Regions from separate parts of the Mus musculus genome. Here all the other regions are linked to region 1. The links are chromatin contacts, called in public promoter capture Hi-C maps. All regions are on one chromosome and are shown on one strand. Each heading gives the region's core, a stretch centred on a gene start, on an enhancer-like site or on the middle of the called end of the contact. The rest is flanking DNA. Distances are from core to core; before and after follow the strand shown. Region 1 holds the start of Ttyh3 (tweety family member 3). Region 2 holds the start of Radil (Ras association and DIL domains). Region 3 holds the start of 3110082I17Rik (RIKEN cDNA 3110082I17 gene). Region 4 holds the start of Wipi2 (WD repeat domain, phosphoinositide interacting 2).

Evidence for each region. Promoter capture Hi-C pulls out the DNA fragments that hold promoters and counts their contacts.
Region 2: a promoter capture Hi-C map of embryonic stem cells shows a contact between it and region 1, with 5 times the contacts expected there. The contact joins the promoter of Radil here to the promoter of Ttyh3 in region 1. A contact is called at or near these places in 4 of 39 promoter capture datasets (cranial neural crest, embryonic stem cells, hippocampal neurons and 1 more) and 2 of 115 datasets of contacts at active chromatin or transcription factors (astrocytes and large pre-B cells).
Region 3: a promoter capture Hi-C map of liver shows a contact between it and region 1, with 2.7 times the contacts expected there. The contact joins the promoter of 3110082I17Rik here to the promoter of Ttyh3 in region 1. A contact is called at or near these places in 1 of 39 promoter capture datasets (liver) and 1 of 115 datasets of contacts at active chromatin or transcription factors (embryonic stem cells).
Region 4: a promoter capture Hi-C map of hippocampal neurons shows a contact between it and region 1, with 7 times the contacts expected there. The contact joins the promoter of Wipi2 here to the promoter of Ttyh3 in region 1. A contact is called at or near these places in 3 of 39 promoter capture datasets (cranial neural crest, embryonic stem cells and hippocampal neurons) and 4 of 115 datasets of contacts at active chromatin or transcription factors (astrocytes, embryonic forebrain, large pre-B cells and 1 more).

The regions. Positions count from the first base shown.
Region 1 is chr5:140,647,252-140,650,447 of GRCm38.p6, reverse strand. Ttyh3 (tweety family member 3) reads left to right here and starts at 1,417. Exons shown (of 14, transcript NM_175274.5): 1 at 1,417-1,743. The coding sequence starts at 1,621.
Region 2 is chr5:142,549,627-142,552,704 of GRCm38.p6, reverse strand. Radil (Ras association and DIL domains) reads left to right here and starts at 1,607. Exons shown (of 15, transcript NM_178702.4): 1 at 1,607-1,725.
Region 3 is chr5:139,459,220-139,462,746 of GRCm38.p6, reverse strand. It overlaps 3110082I17Rik (RIKEN cDNA 3110082I17 gene), which reads left to right and starts at 2,213. Exons shown (of 5, transcript NM_028469.3): 1 at 2,213-2,278.
Region 4 is chr5:142,627,501-142,630,870 of GRCm38.p6, reverse strand. It overlaps Wipi2 (WD repeat domain, phosphoinositide interacting 2), which reads right to left and starts at 1,287. Exons shown (of 12, transcript NM_178398.4): 1 at 1,039-1,287. The coding sequence starts at 1,112.

The DNA of each region.
Region 1 (3,196 bases), core at 168-2,667:
TCGGCTCTACAGGAAATCTAGCCAGGTGCGGGCATCTCACCTGCTGCACTGACTCTGTCTGGCAAGTGCTCATTTGACACTAGGAGGAAAGCTCGGCCTGGGGGTGGGGCGAGGGGGAACAGCCATTGCTGTGTGGCCCTGGAGTAAGAAGCCTAAGAACTTCTTACCTATCGCTGCAGGCTGATTCCCAGCTAGGTAGCTTCCTCCAGCCATCCAGAACATTGAAACCCACAGCTCTGTAAAGGGCCCCTGCCCTCGGGCCAGAGTGCAAGGAAGGAGATGCCTCAGGCAGTTGCATGAACTGAAAGACAGGTCTGTCAGGAAGCCACTGTCCAGCTGAGGAGTGAGGCTACCTAGCCGATGGAGAAGCTGCATGTGTCTAGTTTCTAAGAACATAAGGCCCCAGGGTTGTGAGTGCACAGAGCCAAGTGGATATGTTCGCTCCACCCGGGGAGAAGCAAGAACTGCCCCCCTGCCCCCATGACCTTTCTATAGGCTGTGTCCTGACCAGTAGCCTAGTTTCCAAGATGGGATACAGGGAACTTTCTTTACATCTTCCTTTTGCATCTTTAGAATGATGCAAGCAAGTGAGGTGCGGCGGTTCAGGCCTGTTATCCCAGTACCTGGGAGGCTGAAGCAAGAGGACTGCCAAGTTTGAGGCTAGGCTGAGCAATTTACAGAGATCCCGCGACAGAAAAAGTAAAACAGGGGATTGGGGATTTAGGTCGGTGGTAGAGTGCCTGGCTTGCATGCGTAAGGCCCTGGTTCCATAACTGAAATTAAAGCAGGTGGGTATTCAATCTATCTGCCCATTATCGCCTTACACGCGGCTTTATGGCTTATGCGCCAGGCTTTGTTCTGAGCACTTCACACTCGGTTTATCTCCGCAACGCCTTTTCTCAGACTACAACACTGATACCGAGAGGCTAAGTCATTCGCCCAAGAGCACACAGCTGCAGCTCCCGAATGCAGATCATGTCCATCCTAGAGACAGGTCACTGGTTCCCTGGCAGGTCCTTATGAGGGCTGCGTGGAAACCGGATCAAACCAGAGAGCAAAGGCATGGGTCGGAGAGGATGCTACACGTGAGCTTTGGATTCCAGCCTTCGTGGTCTACAGGGAAGAAATGGCTGAAGAGGTTGAGGGTCCTGCCTAAACCGAGAGGTGTAGGCAAAAAGACCAATGGTAACGCAGGGGGCAGGGCCTATGGGAGAAATGCCAATGGCAGTCCGGAGGCAGAGACTGCCCTGGTATGGGCGGGGTCTGCGTGGTGCCGACCAATAGCATTGTGTGGGGCGGGGCCGAATGTCCGGGAGGGCGGTTGGGGTGGGGCCTGAGGGCGGTGGGCCTATGGCGGTGTGGGGGTGGAGCCTGAAGGCGAGCGGGCGGGTGCGCGGAGGGGGCGGCGGCAGCGGCGGTGAACAAAGAGGCGGCGGGCGCGGGCGGCCGAGCGGAGCCGAGCGCAGCCGAGCCGGGCCGAGCCGGGCCGAGCCGGGCCGGGCCAGGGCCCCTGGAAGCGGGCACGATGAGGGCAGCTGAGCAGGGGTCGGCGGGTCCCTGAGCCCCGTGCATCCGGCAGCGAGGGAAGCCCGGCGCAGCGCCCGTGGCCGCCCGCCCGCCATGGCCGGGGTCAGCTACGCGGCGCCCTGGTGGGTGAGCCTCCTGCACCGGCTGCCGCACTTCGACCTGCGGTGGGAGGCCACCAGCAGCCAATTCCGGCCCGAGGACGCCGACTACCAGCAGGTGACGCGCGCCCCCGGGTGCGGGGTCAGGGGCCCCGGGTCATGGCCCCTCCCAAGGAGCTGGAGCTTCCCCATCCCCTTTCATTCTAGGAGTCGCCTCCCGTTCACTGATAACCTTTCCAGGGATTAATGTCGAACACCCCCTGGAAGGTGTTCAGCCCCTCTGTGTCACCAGGGCCTCCGATCCGGATTGACGGAGCTGCCTCCCTCCCCTGATAGACCCTCTTCTGATCCTATGGGTTCCTGGTAGGCCCGTCTTCATCCTTTGGGCAGTCAGCTTCTCCCCAGCAGAGCCCCCGCTAGCCAAGGCTGGATCCCTGGGTTCAGGCAGGAGGGTATTCCTCGTTCTCTTTCCCCAGCTAGGGAATCCCTTTGCCAGACTGTTGGTGGGTGAGGAGCCTGGGCCATCGCCAGCCTTCTGTGGCTGCTAATGACCCCTTGCTTCACGGTCAGGCTGTGGGATGTACACAGGGTGTCGTGTGGTTGTGGGAAACCAGGGTGCCAGCAGTCTCTCTACCCAGGGTGGAAAATGAGGCCTGGCTGAAGTGGGGTGAGTGGGCCTCCGTCTGGGCTGGGGGCCATGGGGCACTTGGCAGCCCTCTCCCTGCGAAGCCCTAAGTCTGGCGTCCTGCCAAGTCCCAGCACCACCCCCACTACTGAACCACTGTCATTTGAGTGCAGAGCAGGGGGACTAGGGCTGTGGGCTTTTCCTTCCTGCTCCAGATTCCAGAAAAAAAAGAATGATCAGCCCACTTGGTCACTAAGCACCTCACAGTTTCTCTCCGGCGGCTCCTGGGACAGACAGTAGCCTGGGAATCAAGTACTCCTGGGGCTGTGCCAAATATCTCTGCCGCCATCCTCATCTTACTGAAGTTGAGGGTGAGAGAACACAGGACTGTCCCTGCTCCCACTCTCTGCCTACCTGACCCCAGCTCCAGTAGCTGATGGTGTTCCTGAGCAGATTAGAACAGGTGTGAGGGGTAGAGCAAAACCTGAGTCCTGAAAGACAGCAAGGAGATGCACCCGGGACCCAGGACCTCACCTGGGGATTTTGTGGGGAAGACCAGGCCCGGGTGAGGTGGAGGGACACGTGTGGTTTTCTTACTGTGTGATGGTATTGTTATGCTCTTTCTTGAAAGAACTCTATGAGCTATTCTTGGAAAGTTGCCTTCCTAGGGTTTGCCTGATGGTCAGTTTTGATGGTCCACTGGCACACAGGGCAGCCAGGTAGCATTTCCTGAGGTCAGTGGGCTGCCACCTGCTTCTGCTGCAGGAGGAACTTGCTAGTGACAGGGAAAGGGTGAGGATTCAGTCCCTGCAGCTCTTGGGAATCTGAAGGTAGTGAGTGGTTCAGGCCCGGCTCTGTAGGTCTTTAGATCTATGGGCCCGCAGCTCTGTGGCCCCAGTTGAGCCTGGTCCTGCCTGCTTTTGCTGCTCCACTGTGGGAGGCCTCT
Region 2 (3,078 bases), core at 358-2,857, 1.9 Mb before region 1:
TGGGGCCATTACTTTACAGCAGCGGTTCTCGACCTATGGGCCACAACCCCTTTTGGGATTGCATATCAGGTATCCTGCATACCAGATATTTACATCCCAATTCATAACAGTAGCAAAATTATAAAGTAGCAGTGAAATAATTCTATGGTTGGGGGTTACCACAACATGAGTGTTTTAGTTAGGGGTTCATTGCTGTGAAGAGATGCTATGACCAAAGTAAAAGAAACATTTATCTGGGCCTGCTTACAGTTTCAGAGGTTCAGTTCATTATCATCATGGTGGGAAGCATGGCAGCATCCAGGCAGGCATAGTGCTGGAAGAGGAACTGAGAGTTCTGCATCTCGATCCGCAGGCAGCAGGAGGCTGACCATATGTCATACTAGGTGTAGCTTGGGCATAGGAGACCTCAAAGTCCACCCCCACAGTGACACACTTCCTCCAACAAGACCACACCTCCTAATAGTGGCACTCTCTATGGGCCAAGCATTCAAACACAGAAGTGTATGGGGCCATATCTATTCAAACCACCCAGTGAGGAACTGTATTAAAGGGTTGCAACATTAAGGAAAGTTGAGAACTACTTCTCTACAGTATAGTTCTTGACAAACTGCCCACAAAAAGATATACTTCTCGGGTTAGGGTGTGCAGTTTGAGATCACTGAACATACCAGAGAGAAGTCAAAGCAAAATACATTATTTGGGTCAAGGACCTAGAGCTGATTTGGTCCCATTTTGCATGGTTTAAAGTTAGTCTGCCATAATTTGACTTGTGTTTTTAAAATTCTGGCTGCTTAGGGTTGAAGTGATTCAGTTGGTAGAGCATTTGTATTGCATACATGAGGCCCTTGGTTCGATCCCCAGAACTACATTAACTAGGCATGGTAGTGCAAGCTTGTAATTCCAACACAAGGACAATGGAGGTAATAGCATCAGGAGTGCAAGGCCAGCCTTGGTCACATGGAGTTTGAGGCCAATCTGGCATCTATGAGACCCTATCTAAAATGTAAAATAAAATTCTACGAAGGATACATTAAAATTAAAGAACTGGGGTTAAATGCTGACAACACACACTATATACACGTATGCAATTGTCAATGAATAAATAAAAATATATTCAATAAAATAAAAGTCTGGCCTTCCTGTCCCTGGTCAGTTTCATGCATATTCAGTTATGTACCTGTCCATCTTTGTCCACCCCTCCACCTTCGTCCACTAACTGGGGTGGAGGCCAAACACCACCTACTTGATCATAGAGTACACAACCCCAAAGCAGGGGGGCCCAAGAACAGGCCACGCCCTTCTTTCCTGCAGCCCCGCCCCTTGAGATACCACGACTCGACTTTGGGAAACTAGCCCCGCCCCCTTGCCGAGGCCACGCCCACTCAAAGGCCACACCTCTTAGAGAATCGTTCTTACCGTTGGGGACCAGAAGGGGGCGCTAGCGCACAGCCTATCTTTCTCGGTCGGCCAGGCCCGCCCTAATACATGTGACCCCGCCCACTCGAGGCTCCGTCTCTGCCCATTGGGCGCTGAGGTGTCAAGTTTCTGTTCGTCTCGCCCGACTCCCCGCCCTTAGAGGCTCCGCCCCCAGAGGCCCCGCCCCTTCGGAGGCCTCGCCCTGTCCGTTGCGCGGCCGGCAGGAGGCGCTTCGAGCCGGGCGCCAGCTCGGCTAACGGCGGGCGTGGGAGCCGCGCGCGGGGGACGCAGCTGACAGGCTGCGCTGAGGTGAGTGCGGGGCGCGAGAAGGAAGGTCAGCAGAGGCCGAGGATGGCCCAGGAGGTGCGGCTGGGCCACTGCGGGGACCCGCGGAGGGTGCGGAGACCGCGGGCTGAGACACGGGTGGCGGGGCACGCGCTGGGGCGGGGCCGCGCTGGTCACGGTCCCCACGGCGAGTCCGGGCGCGATGGAGGCAGGCTTGCTCGGTTGCCATGGAAACCGGCGAGCGCACGGGGCCTGGAGCGGCCCGGGGGAGCTGCACCTGAAGGCCGGGTGGGCGCGGGTTGCGTGGCCCCGTGGACTTCCAGGGGCAATCCGGGTTCCGTCACTCGTGGCCAAGGGACCTTTCCAGGCCTCAGTTTACCTGGTAGTGCTTTGGAGGTGCAATCTAACCTGGAACAACCCGAAAGAGCTCAAGGCGGGAGTCCCGCACTCGCCCACCAGGATGGTGGTGACACCCCCGCCTACACCCGTCCCGCATCGCGTCTCCTCCCCATCGGTGTGCCCGCGAGAGGCATTGTTTCTCCAGCTATTTCTGTATCATTTCCAGCCAGTCCCCCGACAAGTGCCGCGCCTGAGACAGATGCTGAGCTGGAGCTCCGAGGCCCTCAAAGGGATCTGGCTTCTGTCCCTGGGGAGCCCTGGGATGGGGGCCTGACAGGCTGCAGACCTGCCCGGCCCAGCCTCTGTCGCCTGTCGAGTGTTTGGTTAATCTGAATTACCAAAAAGAATTTGATTACTGGTGTCTCTCGGTGCTGCGGGCCACCTCTTGTGCATTCCAGAGAGGAGCTTCTCTTTAATCCTGCTGGGAGAAGTCAGTCCCTTTTTGCTAAGTGACTAGCGGCCCAAATGAAACCTGATTGAATTATGCTTGCCTTTAAAGCCGCCCTCCAGCTGGAGCCATAAAGATAGGATTTGTGGATGAGGGGAGGAGGCTAATGCGCCGTCTGCAAAGTTGACTGCTCAGTTTTTCTTCTGTTGGAATGATAATGTGTTCCACATTGTCCTGTTGGAACAGAGACGTCCCTCCACCCATGTCAGCCGTCGTTGACCTCACTGCCTGCCTGGTCTCTGTGACTTAACCTTACTTTTTTTCCTTTTCTTTCTTTTTTCTCTTTTCTTCCTTTCTTTTTTTCTTTTTTAAAAAAGCAGAATCGGAGAACAAGAAAAGAGACAATTTCTGAGGCAGCCACGGCGAGAGCCCTGCGTGTACTCTTGACTCTCTGGGACCTGAGCTGTCCTCAAATGTTTGTGTGTCAGAGGCGAGAATGAGGCAGAAAAAGGAAAAGACAGGTCATACTTCCAGAAAAACAGATCTGGTTACCCAGGGCGTACTCGCCTCTGTAGGACTTTCCCTGAATT
Region 3 (3,527 bases), core at 964-3,463, 1.2 Mb after region 1:
TAAGCTCTGGGTTCAGTGAAAGACCCTGTCTCAAAAAGTTACTCGGCAAAGTGATAGAGAAAAACACCATGAAGAAGACCTCTGGCCTCCATACATGTATGCACAAACACATGAACATATACAAATATATGACACACGCCCACCACACACACTCATACACTACACACATACCACACACTTGCCTGCACACACACAAACACAAACACACATTCACACCACACACTTGCCTACACACACTATATACTCATCCACACACATGTACACACACACCCCACACAGACCACACCACACACTTACCTGAGCACACACACACACATACATGCACACTACACACTTGCCCCATGCACACCATACACACACACACACATACATACCACATAAATGTAAAAGACAGCCAACTAGAACAGAAAAGAAAGTCCAGAAGGCCTCAAATGCTATGTATAGAGTCGGTAGGTAGGAAGAGACTGAGCTGTGAAATGATTGGAGTCGGGGCACCTGGCTGGGCAGGTGACATAACTTGGTAGAGTGCTCACCTACCATGTAAGAATCCCTGAGATCAACCCACAAATACATTTAAATTGGAAGGGAAAGAGTTGGGGCAGGCAGTGGTGGCACATGCTTTTAATCCCAGCACACCAGGGCCAGAGGCAGGCAGATCTCTGTGAGCTCAAGGCCAGCCTGGTTTTCAGAGTGAGTTCCAGGCTAGCTGGGGCTAAACAGAGAAACCCTGTCTCAAAAAAAAATAAATAAAATAAGGTATCCTTATACAGAAAGATTGTTACCTGTTATCTCTGTGTTGGCCACTTTCACAGCAAATGCCAGCTGAGCTAGAGTTCTTGATTCTCAGCCTGTTAGAGGCTTCAACAAAACTCAGGTGAGGGAGTCTGTCTTTTCTCATTGCTTGATAATTCCCCTCTCTCTATTCTGCATCACAAGGAATTTACTGTCTCCTCTTAGTTGGCTAGCAGCATCAGCAATAAATCACACCCACTCCATCTGTAATTTTGTCATTTTGAAGCAGGGTCTCACTAAGCCTTGGCTAACCTGGAACACACTATGTAGACCAGGCTGGCCTCACACTTGTAGAGATCCACTTGCCTCTGACCCAATGCTGGAATTAAAGGCTGTTGTGGGGTACTCTGAAGAGAAGACTGCTAGACATGGTTTAAGCCAATAGAAAATCTTTATTAGCTGTCCAGCAACTACACTGGGTGATGGAATCCTAGTGTAGCACTGAGCCTTTTTCCAGGTGATTTTTTAAGCACTAAAACCATGTTCCGAGTTGACACACAGTTAAAAAGAAGAGTAAACCAGAAGTGGAACTAGAGAGGCTGGAAAGCAAGGTTAGTGTGTGTTGAGACTTTCCCAGCACTATATGGACTCTGATGGACTAGGCCCTTGTTTTAGTTTGGGCAGGTGGTGCTGTCTATGTGCTGCTAAGTTTTACAGCCTCATGGTACTTCCAATGTGGAGTCAGTGTGCTAAGGTCTGGTGGCCTACTAAGGTCTATGGCCCTGTTACAAGGCCAGTGACAGCTATGCCAGACCCTTTACATTACTTCTTCACTACTTTGTGTGTGTGTGTGTACACATACATATATTATGAAATGTACATATTTACTTATTTAGTGTGTGTGTGTTTAGAGGTCAGAAGACAGCTTGTGGGAATTGATTTTCCTTCCGATTTATGGATCCTGGACATCAAACTAACGTTACCAAGCTTTACAATAAACACTTTTACCGTCGGAGGCATCTCACTGGCCTTTATGAATCTCGAGAAGACCCCGAGTTTCTGATCCTCCTCCCTCTATCTCTTTGGTGCTGGGATTATAGGCTACAACAGGGTCCGACTTTGAACTCCCTACACAGCGGAGGATAGCCTTGAACTCCTAATCCTTCTTCCTAGCTTCCCTAGGGCTGGGACGAAAGGCGTGCACCTCCAAGCCCGGCACCCCTCGGATATTCTAACTTTACCTGCTGGAATTCTCTGAGAGGTGTTCTATCTGTTCAGCCCAGCACCAGCGGCCAGAATTCGGCCGCACGTGCCCACGCCACCAGGTGTTGCCCTGGCAACTGACTGCGCTCTCAGCTCAGAGAGATGACGCCAATATCCTGCGCCAGGGCTGCGCCCTCCCATGCGGCGGCCATTGGCTGGCTGGAAGATGGACGCCTTCCCGATCCAATGGATAGCGCTGATCTTCTGAGGGCGGGACGGCGCGGAACCTGCTGAGCTGGTGGTGGAGGCGCGTGGCAGAGGTGTGCGAGAGTGGGAGCTGCAGGTGCGTGCTGGGTAGGGTGGGGTGACGGGGGGTTGTCGCATCCGCCCGGGGAGACGCGGTCCTGGGCCGGGCTGTGCGTCTCTGCGCAGCTCTCCACGTGGATTTCCAGAGATCTATTCAACCACCCACCTACCCATTTACCCCTGTTGATACAGGCGACCACTTAGCCATTCGTCCACTCCTCCGTCTACTTAAACGTCCATCCACTCCTCTACCCAATTATCCATCCGTCCACCCACCTATTCATCCAGGCACCCACCCATCCATTCATCTATATCCTTCATCCACCCACCCACTTATTCATGCACCCAACAGTCCTTCCATGTATCCATTCTTACAAGTTGGGTGTGGTGGTACACAGCTGTGGTCTCAGTATCCTGAAGGCTGGGACTGAAAAAAATTGCCGCTAGCTCGGTCTAGCCATGTCTTCTAAATGAGACTCCGTTCAAAAAAAAAAAAAAAAAAAAAAAGATTCTTTGGGTTCCTTTTCTGTATCGGTGTCACTCAAGGCTCTGGGAAGAAACGGGGGCCAGAATAAGAATCCCAGATCTAGGGAGCCCAGGTTTTTGACTGTAGAAGATCTCTTACTAATGGTCTTAGGTACCATGGAGATAATTTAAGGGAGTCTTGTTCCTTCTTTGAGCTTGCTGAGGCATAGTCTTTCTGGTTTCTGCTGCTGCACTGTGTACCCCAGGCTTACCCCCCTGTCTCTGCCTTCCATCTCACCATAGGAGAGACGAGACGACAGATTCACACACTGCATCCAGCTTTTTATGTAAGTCCCAGGAATCGAACTCATATTATCAGGCTTGTTCGGCAGGTGCTTTTACCCACTGAGAACTCCTAGCCCTCTGTCTTCTTATTTCCTTGCTGCATGAAGCAGCAGTCAGTGCCTCTGGATTTCATTTCCTAAAGGACTAGTGACATTGGGCATCTTTTCATGTTCTTCACTGTTTGTTCAAGACCTTTGCCCATTCTAGAGTTTGCAGTGTGTGTGTGTGCCAGAGGTCAACTTTAGGTGGTCCCCAGCAGCCATCTACCTTGTATGTGACAGTGGACTCGACAGGCTAGGCAGGGACGGAACTCAGGTCTTCAGGCTTAGTGGCAAGCGCCTTTACCTGCTGAACCATATTGCTTTCTCCCCCTCCCCCACCACTTCTTTTGTTTGGTTTTTGTTTTGTTTTTTGAGAGAAGGTTTCTCTGTATAGCAAGCCCTGGCTGTCCTAGACTCCCTTTGTATACCAGGCTG
Region 4 (3,370 bases), core at 38-2,537, 2.0 Mb before region 1:
AAAAGACCCAGTGTGTTACAACGGAAAGAACACCAGGAGAGCAACCTCAGGGGATGAGAACCCAAGCCTGCCCCATCCCACTATTAGCCAACTTTAAGATCCTGACAGACTCTAGCCCTTTCTGAACTTCACAGTCTCATTTGTGGCTGGTCCCAATTTCAGGACAGCACCTCCTTCTTGAGCTCGTCTAAAGGTCCAACTGAGCACCTGTTGCACCTCCCTCCACACAGGTACTTGCCATTCTCCAATCTAACTTTTAAGTGAGGAAAAACAAAAGCCTCAGTCCCTGCCTTGCTAATGCTATTGTGCCAGTAGCGACCAACTACTTAGTGTGATGCCAAGTGACCCATTCCTCCTCCTCTTACATCACTTCCTCTTACTCACTTCCCAAGATGGCTCTTCTCCCTTCCAGTCCCATAACTCATCCATCCTTCATCAGAAACCTCATCTATTACCTACCTTCCAGGTATGCCAACGAGGCAGCCTTGAAGAACCAGATGGGGAACTACAGGAGTTCAGTCCGGTAAAACAGTGGACCGGTACGAAGGTTCTTTTTTACCCCAGGAATAGCCCACCTCACCCCCTTTTGAAGCTCCCAGACCCCTTGAGGATAAAGTCTCAGATCGAAGGCCTGGATTACTACTGCCGTTTGGTCCTTTTTTGGAGGAGACCAAAGTTACTTGCCAGAAAGGTCGGCAGAGAAGAAATAAGCAAACAGAAAAAGAAAAGCCATGAAAAGCGACAGAAGCAGTGAGGATACAGATGTATAGAAAGGGGGAGGCGGGCGATGCCCAGGATGGCCGCAAAACCGAGTCCGGGTGACAGGCGCAAACCGGCGTGCACAGTTCCTTCCTAACTTTGCGAAAGGCCAGGTCTCAGGACAGGTGGATGGGGGCACCCCGAGTTCCATCACCTCCCCCGGCCCAGGAGGCAGCAGCGCTCGAGCGGCCGCGCGGGCTCAGCACGCCCCCCGCCCATACCCCTCAACCTGACCAGCCCTGGTCTCTGCCCCGGCCCCGCGTCCGCGCCCGGCCTTACGTGTTATCCTGGTTGAAGTTGGCGAACAGCAGCTGGCCGGCGCCGGCCTCTCCGCTCTGGCTCGCCAGGTTCATGGCTGCGAGCGCGCGACGGCCTCGGACCCCCCTTGGCGGGAGCGCGCGCAGCTCGACTCGGGCGGCCCGCGGGAGCACGCTACACTCAGGATCGACGTCCGGTCCGGCAGGTCGCCCCGCTCGCCGCCTCTCGCTGCGCGGGGACCAACTGCCGCCTCATCCCGTCCCCACTCTTGTTTATGCTCCAGAGCCGGGACGGGCTGCGCGCTTGCGCGGTCCCGCCCACCCTCGCGTCGCACGGCGGCGTTCCGCGCAGGCCCGCTGCGTAGGCCCCGCCTCTTCGCCGCAGGCATCCGCGGGTGTTTCCGGTCGACTGCGCATGCATAAAGGTGCGCTGGTGGGTGCGCCTGCGCGTGGCGGAGAGTGGGCGGGGGCTTGCTGTCTGAGAACGGCGAGTTACCTCGTTGGTCCTGAGTCGTTGATCATTGTTCTAGGAACTTTGGCGCACCGCGTTGCTCGAAGAGAATGTCGCACGTCCGTTTTGCAGATTTGAAAAGCGAGGCGCAGAACTGCAAACGATTTGCCAAATGTTGGGTCTGAGACTGGAAAGGCGCGTGCGGTCACGGTCCTTGGGACAGGATTCTACTTTAAATGTATTGGTCCGTGCAACAGTCTATGGGAAGCACCTTTCTCTCCTTCCCGCTGCTTCCCTTCTTTCCTTTCTCTTCTTCCCTTCAAGGAGATAGAAATGTTCTGGTGGCGAAGGTCCTGGAGAAGAGAGAGACTTGTTCTGTGCTGTTAGAACTGAACCTCTAGGCAAGAGGCTGGTAGTTCCCAAGAGCAGTGTGCTGTCCTTGAGGACAGTTAAGCGGGGAGCAAAGTCGAACTTTGTTAGTACAGCCAGAGGGGCAAAGATGGCAAAGTTGTTGAGGAAAAGATGGCGCACACTTTCCCACCCTTCCTGTTTCGTGTTTTTGTTTTGTTTGTTGTCTTTGGATCGGGGCTCATCTATCTTAGGCTAGCTTTGGACTCTGTAGCTGAGGTTGACCTTGAATTCCCGGTCTTCCTGCCTTTACCTCTTAAAAGATTATGGAGCTGCACCACCACGCTTGTTTAAAGTAGCCTTTAAAATGGTTTGCTTTAGCCTTTGGAGACCTTGGCTCTTCTGGAACTCACCATCTTAATCTTCAATGCATAGAAATATACTGCCCTCGGCCATCTGCCCTCCGTCCTCTGCCCTCTGGTGCTGGAATTAAATGTGCTACGATTCCCAGCTTTTCTTTTTTTTTTTTTTAATGAATTCTTTAAGAATTTCATGCAAAGCATTTTGATCATATTCAACCTCACCACCACCCAGATCCACTCTTCTTCCCTACCCACCCAACTTTATGTCTTTTTTTTTTTCAGTCTTTCTTTTTTAAACCCACCAATTCCATTTTGTGTTGCCTATATAGTTTTGGATATGGTCTTCCACTGGAAGACCTATCGGAGATCATACATACCCTTGAAGGAAATTGATTCCCCGTTCCCAGCAGCTACCAGTTAACAACAGCTTAGCTAGGTGTGAGGCTTCATGCCCATCTCTCTTATACATACATCTTGCCTGGCTTAGCTTGCACAGGTCTGGTATATTCCACTGTGAGTTCATGTGTGTAGCTGCCCTGCTAGTCCAGAAAACACCATTTCCTTGACAGTATCCAGTGCCTCTGGCTCTTATAGTCTTTCAGACTCTTCTACAGTGGTCCTTGATCACTGGGAGGAGGGGTGTGGTATCTGTGGCTCACTTTTGGCTAGTTGTGGGCCTCTGTGTCAATAACCATCTTCTGCAAATAGAAGCTTTTCTGATGAGAGCTGAGAGATGCATTTCTCTATGGATGTAACAATAAGGGGTCACTTAAATACTATGTCTATTCAGCAGACTAGTGGTGGTAGGGCCTCCCCTAAGGTCTGTGTCCCACCTGCCCACAGGTTCTCGGCCTTGACAATGGTTCTGGATATGGGTTTCATTTTGTGGACCAGGCCTTAAATCCAATTACTATTATTGGCACAAGGAAAGACTTTCTGAACAGGACCCCAGTAACTTAGGCATTAAGACTAACAATTAATAAACGGAATCTCAGGAGACTAACAAACTTCTTTACCACAAGGACATCATCATTTGAGTGAAGAGGAAGCCTTCAGAACTGGTAAACAACGTTTAGAAGCTATACACCTGGCAGAGGGTTACTATCAAGAATATACAAAGACTGAAGAAAAAATATCAGGAAATAACCCAATTTAAAAATGGGGCATGGAGATCCAAGTGCTGGTGCATGGGT